Regions from separate parts of the Sus scrofa genome. Here region 1 is linked to region 2. Evidence: chromatin contacts called from public Hi-C data. All regions are on one chromosome and are shown on one strand. The core of a region is the stretch at or near the end of the contact, and the rest is flanking DNA. Distances in the headings are between cores, read along the strand shown.

Region 1 (3,326 bases), core at 766-3,265, 120 kb before region 2:
CTCTTGTATTCATCTTTATGTTCTCTAAACATGTAATATTGTAAGAATCCCCTCAGGAAATCGTAAAAATACATACATCAGGGTTCCCCCACAAGACCAATTCTGAATCTCTAACAGCAGAACAAAACCTAGGACTCCATGTTTTTAATAGTCATCAAAAGGGATCCTATGATAATCAAGCAAACATGGCATTCACACCCCTAACTCATCCAAAATGAAATGATGAAGTTTATTCTCTTCCTCTCTCTTAACCTTAGTAAATCTTTTTAAAAAAAAAAAAAAAAAAAAAAAACTTTGTCAGTTGGCTTGTACTCAGTGTACTTTCATTTTTCCTTTCTTTTTCCTTCTTTTAACATGCCCTTCTTCCTAGATCAGTGTCTAATCTATAAACAAAAGCTTTTTGAAACTATCAATGTAGTCTTTAGAATTTTCAACCTGCTTCTGCTTTTCATCTTTAAAATTTTCTTAATATGATTAAACACCTTAGATAAAAACAGAACTTCTTTCTTCCCTGCTCCTTTAAGATTGAGTGTGATTTGTCTCAAATTTCTTGGAGTTCCCGTCCTGGCGCAGTGGTTAACAAATCCGACTAGGAACCATGAGGTTGCGGGTTTGATCCCTGGCCTTGCTCAGTGGGTTAAGGATCCGGCGTTGCTGTGAGCTGTAGTGTAGGTCGCAGACGCGGTTCGGATCCCGTGTTGCTGTGGCTCTGGCGTAGGCCAGTGGCTACAGCTCCGACTGGACCCCTACCCTGGGAACCTCCATATGCCGCAGGAGTGGCCCAAAGAAATAGCAAAAAGACAAAAAAAAAAAAAAAAAAAACAACAACAACAAAAAATTTCTTTCTTCTACATTCCCTCAGTCTCCATTCTTCTGAGCCCATTTTTCTATATATTCATTTGGACAGTAAACTGCTTAGCAAATATTATCATATTCTGTCTATTCTTTCTGTACTGCCGGGATTGTCAGCTCCTCAGAGACAATCACCTCATCTTTCATTTTTGTTTTTCCCACTCAGCCTAGAAGATTGACTGACTAGTGTGCAGGATGCTTCATGCAGTGAGTGCTTAATAAATATTTAAAAACAGTATTAAAATGTTGAATAAATTTGACAGCAGTGCTGCTCCTCATCACGTCAAGTGCCAACACTTTCTAGGTCCCTTCTCTGCTTAGCAACCATTTCGCAACATTTCTACATGTCCCCAGATGGTTCATCCAAGCTGAAGTTAACTTTTGATCCACTTTCCTTGCCTGAGTTATGGAAATATTGTTTACATGTTTTCCCCTAAGGAATATCTGCTTGGTACCCAAAGAACCTGCCTTGCAACTTGAAGTAGCCCTTTTTCTTTGGTGATAGTGGGGAAAGGAGAAGGATGGTAGGGATGGAGAACATTCCCTTTAAGGTTATCCTCACTCTTCCCCCCAAACTATCTTTCACAGTAAGATAAAATGCTCCTATGCTTATTTTCATATTTCTATGGATGTTTTTTAATCTTAGCATCTGAAGAATGGTAAGGATTTTACTAAAAGGTTTCAGTGTTGTAACTAAGATTTGGTTTTTCTTTTTCTTGGATAAGGAATATTTTGCAAAGTATGTTGCATCTATTCATTATTTTATTTAATCCTCACATGAGTTTTGCTAGGCAGACAGAATAGGGATCATAATCTCCAGGATAAGGAAGAGGAAACTCCGAGAAGTTAAGTGACTTCCCCAGGTCAGAGAGATGGACTTGTACTAAAAGAGAATTCCACAGTCGGTCCCATTTCTCCTCTCTGCTAACTCAACTTCACAGAATGTGCCCTTCAGGGTCAGTAAAGCTAGAGCTGCAAGCACGGACAAGAAGCGAGACTTTCCACAGCGGTAGGAAAAGGAGAGGGCGGGGGAAGGCGAGGAAAGTACCTTGCGCATGCGCAGATCGCTACTAGCGCCGGGGACAGAGGAAGGTTAAAAAGCTGTACATGCTAAACCGTTTCCGCCTCTTGCTAACACGCAGGCGCACTTCCTCAGGACAAAGGTCAGCACGTAGGGGGCGGGCCTCGGGGCCCCGCAGGCGCGTTTGTGCGCCGGGTTGCCAAGATGTCGTTCCCAAAATACAAGCCTTCCCGCCTGGCAACCCTGCCAGCTACTCTCGACCCAGCTGAATACGACATATCTCCGGAAACCCGGAAGGCACAAGCCGAGCGGTTGGCCATAAGATCCCGGCTTAAGCGGGAGTACCTGCTCCAGTACAACGACCCTAACCGCCTAGGGGTCATCGTGAGTGAGGGGCCAGCCGGGTGGGAATCGAGGGCCAGAGTCCGGATGGTCCCGTCAGACCCGGCAGCCTAGACGGCCCAAGGGGGACCACGCCACGGGGCGGTCACCGTTTCCAAAGAGTGTTTTAAAACACAGGTCCTCTTCCAGGCCCAGAGAGCAGGACCTTGGCATTAGCCCTTTGACCTTGGGTGGATAGCTTAGCGGTTAGGAGGACGGGTTCTGGGTTCACAAGTGGCTGGGTTTGAGTCCCAGCTTGATCACTTCTCGCCTGGGTGATCATGGAAAAGCTTTTCAACCCTGCTGCTTGGCTTTGGTTTTCCTATCTGAAAAATGGGGATAATATAGTACTTCCTGTTTTACGAGGCTCTTATGAGGATTAAATGAGATGGGGCACGTGACCCACCAGCACAGTTCCTGGCTTGTGCTGAGTGTTCAGAAAATATGGGGGGGGGGGTGTTTTAAAGCTGTTTTCCACTTTACAGTTCACAGTTCATAGAAATACTGTTCTGATGGGAATATAGTGATTTTTCAGTTTACATCTTCTAATAATCCAGATACCCTACAGCTTGCTAAAGCTTTGGGCTTTGGAGTCAGACACGAAGGCACTACCTATTGGCAAATTATATGACCTTGTGCAAAATCCCTAACCCTTCTGAACCTTAGTTTTATAATTTTCATATACGGAAACGATAGTACATTCTTTATAGAAACCTTTTGAGGTTAAATGAGATAGTCTGTATAATGCTCCCAGCACTTATAACATGCCTAGTAGACCGATAGCTATTATCTAGAAGATAATTTTCTGTACAAGAGCTATTTAAATATGTAAATATGATTTTTTAGAGAAGTTTTTTTCCCAACAGTTGCATTGGTATTTTGTAGGAATTTTAGGAAGTTGTGAGGATTGAAGGAAATTTACAGGTGTGCCAGGAATTACTGAAACTTTCTGAAATTCAAATATCATGGGTATTTGAAGATTTAAACTTTATTACTATCCCCATTTTACAGATGAGAAAGATGACATGGGAAGGGCAAGTTGTCACAGGGTGATACTCTGTTAGCAAGTGGT
Region 2 (3,525 bases), core at 229-2,728:
CTAATCTTCAGGCAATGTAAAAATGTTCTCAACCATCTCCTCTCCCCAACAACTTTATTGTTTGGTCGGGCTGTTTTTCAGGCTCTTTGGGGTCCTTAACACACCAAGCGAGGCCAGGGATGGAACCTGCAACCTCGATTCCTAGTCAGATTCTTTCCACTGCTCCATGAGGGGAACTCCTGTTCTCTTTAATCTTAATTGAAAACCTCTTATGTGCTGGGTTGTAAGAAATAGAAAAATTAAGATGAGGGTCATACTCATCTTAATGCTAAGCCCAGTTTACTCCTAGTGTTAAAATTATTTTGACACCTTGGACACTTGACAACTGGAACTGAAGTTTTCATTTCCCCCTTTCCACTTCACTCTCATTCTGTTTCTCATTATCTCCATTCCTAAGCTCTTTAAAAACTTGGAATAAATGGTAACTTTGCATTTCATAGATATGCTTTTCTGGAGTTGACTTTTGGATATTTGCTCTGATAGACATTGTGTCAGATGTTTGGAGCCATGAGCTGTGGTGTAGATCGCAGACCTGGCTGGGATTTGGCGTGGCTGTGGTGTGAGCCGGCAGCTGTAGCTCCGATCGATTGGACCCCTAGCCCGGGGAACCTCCATATACTCTGGGTGTGGCCCTAAAAAGCAAAAAAAAAAAAAAAAAAAAGAAGAAAAGATTAAAGAGAATAAAGAAAACAAGAAGCCCAGTTGAGCGTAAAAGATTACTACTACCTGCTATTTCACTAAATAATATAGGTTAGTGTTTTAAGCACACAGGCTCTCGGTTCAAACCAGTTCTGTCATTTACAGCCCTCCGCCTCTCTTTTCTCATCTGTAAAATGGGATAACGGGCCTGATCTCAGGATTGAGTCAATATATGCAAAGCACCTGGTACAGTTTCCTAAGCGCACGTTTGATTTCCTTAATTAACAAAATCTCTTAAAGGAAAGGTCCTAACTTTGTCTCAGCACGGCGTCTAATACCACACTCAGTATCCGCATATGTTTTAAAACAAAGGATCACTAAGCTGCGGTCATCTGGTAGACAGATGTAAAAACCTAAAAAAAACAGAGAAAGGCCCGGGCTCCGCGCCCCCAACACTTGCGAAGCCGCGGCTCGCTTAAACAGAGCAAAGTCCTCTGGGAAGTGTAGTCTTTGGGCCTTGAGAGGGATGTCAGCCCCCCGCCAGAGTCAGTTCATCCGCAGATGGGTGGAGAGGGAGTGAAAGGGGAGGATTTTCATATAACTCAAAAGTGTCGGGAGCCCCAAAGGTGGGTTAAGCGGCTCACCTGAGTCTCCCAACACCAGTACTTTCACCCGATCCAGGGACGCCATCTTGCCAGCTCCTTCCTGAGGTTAACGCCTATTCCGGGATTGAAGACCAATCAGAGCTGGGTATGGAGGGCCGAGTCTTCAATGCCATTGGCCAATCGGAATGTGACTGATTTGATTGAAGGCCTCACCGTGCTGATTGGCCTGCCTGGTTAAAAGTAGCGGGTGGTTTCTAAAACTGGTCGCAGGAATATGGCGTTTTCTTTGTCGCATAAGTGGCGTGGCTCGTTTAAGCCGGTAGTTGAGGCGCAGAGGGAAGCTGTAGTGGGAGTGTACGAGGATTCGCTTTGGTAAACCTTGTTCCCTGTTCCTTGTCCTCGGTTCCCTGGTTCGACGTCGCCTTTCAGGGTGTCTTCGTTGCTTTTTCCTTAGCTGTCCTCCTCCCCCTTACTCTTTTGAGTCGGTTCTCTGCTTGGTCCTCCAAAGAACCATTGACCCCGGAGCGGCCCATGTGCGACCTCGGGTAGGACTGGCTTGGCTGCGTCAAGTGTGGCCTCTGGACTCAGCTGGCAGAGTCCGAGGGAATTTAGGGCGTCGTGGTTGTCACAGTGGGGCGGAAACGAACATTTGGGAACGGGGCTGGTCCAGAGGTTTCGCGGTGATAATGCCACTTTATGTATGAAGCCGTGGAGACTATCGTGAAGTGTGGCTAACTGAGAAAAACCAGGTGGATGTATAGAATCCACGTTATTCCAGATTTGGAATAGTAATATATCGAAATCTAACAGAACTCCCCACGTCCACTTCTTCTTTCCCTTCATTTTGCAGTTTGCAGTCAGCAGAATCCTTTAAAATCGCTAATTTGGTGCTGTCACCTCCTGCTTAAAACCATTTGAAGTTTAAGAAGAGGGTTTTCAATACCCTACCTTTCTTTACTCTGGAAGCTGCAGTGGGGAAAGTGAATGGGGGGAGGTGAGGGCTAACAGGGTGGGCATGTTTGAAGAACACGTGCTGAGGAGACCTATTGAAAGTTTTATGGAAATACTTGACCAGCTGTTATCCATACTGGAAAATCAGTGGTGAACAAGATTAAGACCCTTGTCTCCGATGTAGACATTGAGAAAGTATAACTATTCACTGCCACCAAGAAGGGGAAAGAGCTATGGGAGCATGTGAAAGGGGGATGATTCTAAACTGCTAGGGAGAATCTGAGAAGGTGTCTCTGAGGAAATGTCATTTGAGATGTGAAAAATGATTAGGAGAAGGGACTTCGGCCTTTGTTGTGGGGGCGTGTGTAAAGGCTTGGAAGCAGAGAGCATGTGTGGCTCCTGGAATTGAGAGAATGCCATTGTGGCTGCAGATGAGGCTGAGGAGCCTAGACCCAGTACAGAGAGTGCATTCACTTTCAACTTTGTTCTTACAACTCTGCCTGGTGTTTGTGTGATTAGAATACATATGGTTTAAAAACAAAAGCAACTTGCTTTCAGGGGTCTGGGTTAGGTAGGGTAGGGTTGTAGGTGAGACTGATAGGTGACTGATGGACTGATAAGACTAAAAAGAAGAAACCAGACATGGCCCCCAAAGGTCACACACTCAAAAGTCTCCAGAGGCCAGCCAAGCTCCTTCCCTTTTTTAAAGTATCAATTGCTCTTCAGCTGAGTGTTTCCATGTGGGAATATGATCTCACTTTTTCCCTCAGATATTTCCACTTTTGAGAAGTAGCTGAAAATTAAAATTTATGTGATATCTCATGATTTTTATTTCATTAAAAAAAAAATGGGGGGTTTCCTATGGTGGCTCAGCAGAAAATGAACTCTACTGGTATCCATGAGGATGCAGGATCCGACTTTTGTTTTTTGTTTTTTTCCTTTTTTGGGGCCACACCTGCGGCTAGTGGACGTTCCCAGGCTGGGGGTGGAATCAGAGCTGCAGCTGCTGGCCTAACCACAGCAATGCCAGATTCATGCCTCGTCTGCCCCCTGTATTGCAGCTTGTGGGTCCTTAACCCCCTGAGCGAGTCCAGGGATCAAACCTGCATGGATATCCTCATGGACATTACTCAGGTTCTTAACTCACTGAAGCACAACAGTAGCTCCAAATCTCATGATTTTTAAATGTTGACCACTAATTCAGAAAATTTTCAAAACATTTTGAAATCAAAATTAGTCAAATCATGTGGCAGAAGCTGCCAATTTGAGACCTCTGACCTAAGTATTATAAAATCCAGAGATTGAAGAGATTTAGCATCAGTGGGGAAGT

Evidence for each region. Hi-C and Micro-C count contacts between places; a contact is called where the count stands out from the background.
Region 1: a contact with region 2 is called in a Hi-C map of skeletal muscle, with 3 times the contacts expected there. The contact joins the promoter of NDUFB4 here to the promoter of GTF2E1 in region 2. A contact is called at or near these places in 1 of 5 promoter capture datasets (liver), 12 of 47 Hi-C or Micro-C datasets (alveolar macrophages, brain, embryonic fibroblasts and 7 more) and 2 of 2 datasets of contacts at active chromatin or transcription factors (alveolar macrophages and skeletal muscle).

What each region holds. Positions count from the first base shown.
Region 1 is chr13:139,729,181-139,732,506 of Sscrofa11.1, reverse strand. It overlaps NDUFB4 (NADH dehydrogenase [ubiquinone] 1 beta subcomplex subunit 4), which reads left to right and starts at 2,015. Exons shown (of 3, transcript XM_003361882.4): 1 at 2,015-2,257. The coding sequence starts at 2,078. All of the region lies in intron 2 of LOC102162379 (a long non-coding RNA gene), which reads right to left.
Region 2 is chr13:139,607,436-139,610,960 of Sscrofa11.1, reverse strand. It overlaps GTF2E1 (general transcription factor IIE subunit 1), which reads left to right and starts at 1,478. Exons shown (of 5, transcript XM_021070303.1): 1 at 1,478-1,616. It overlaps RABL3 (rab-like protein 3), which reads right to left and starts at 1,797. Exons shown (of 8, transcript XM_021070305.1): 1 at 1,284-1,797. The coding sequence starts at 1,329.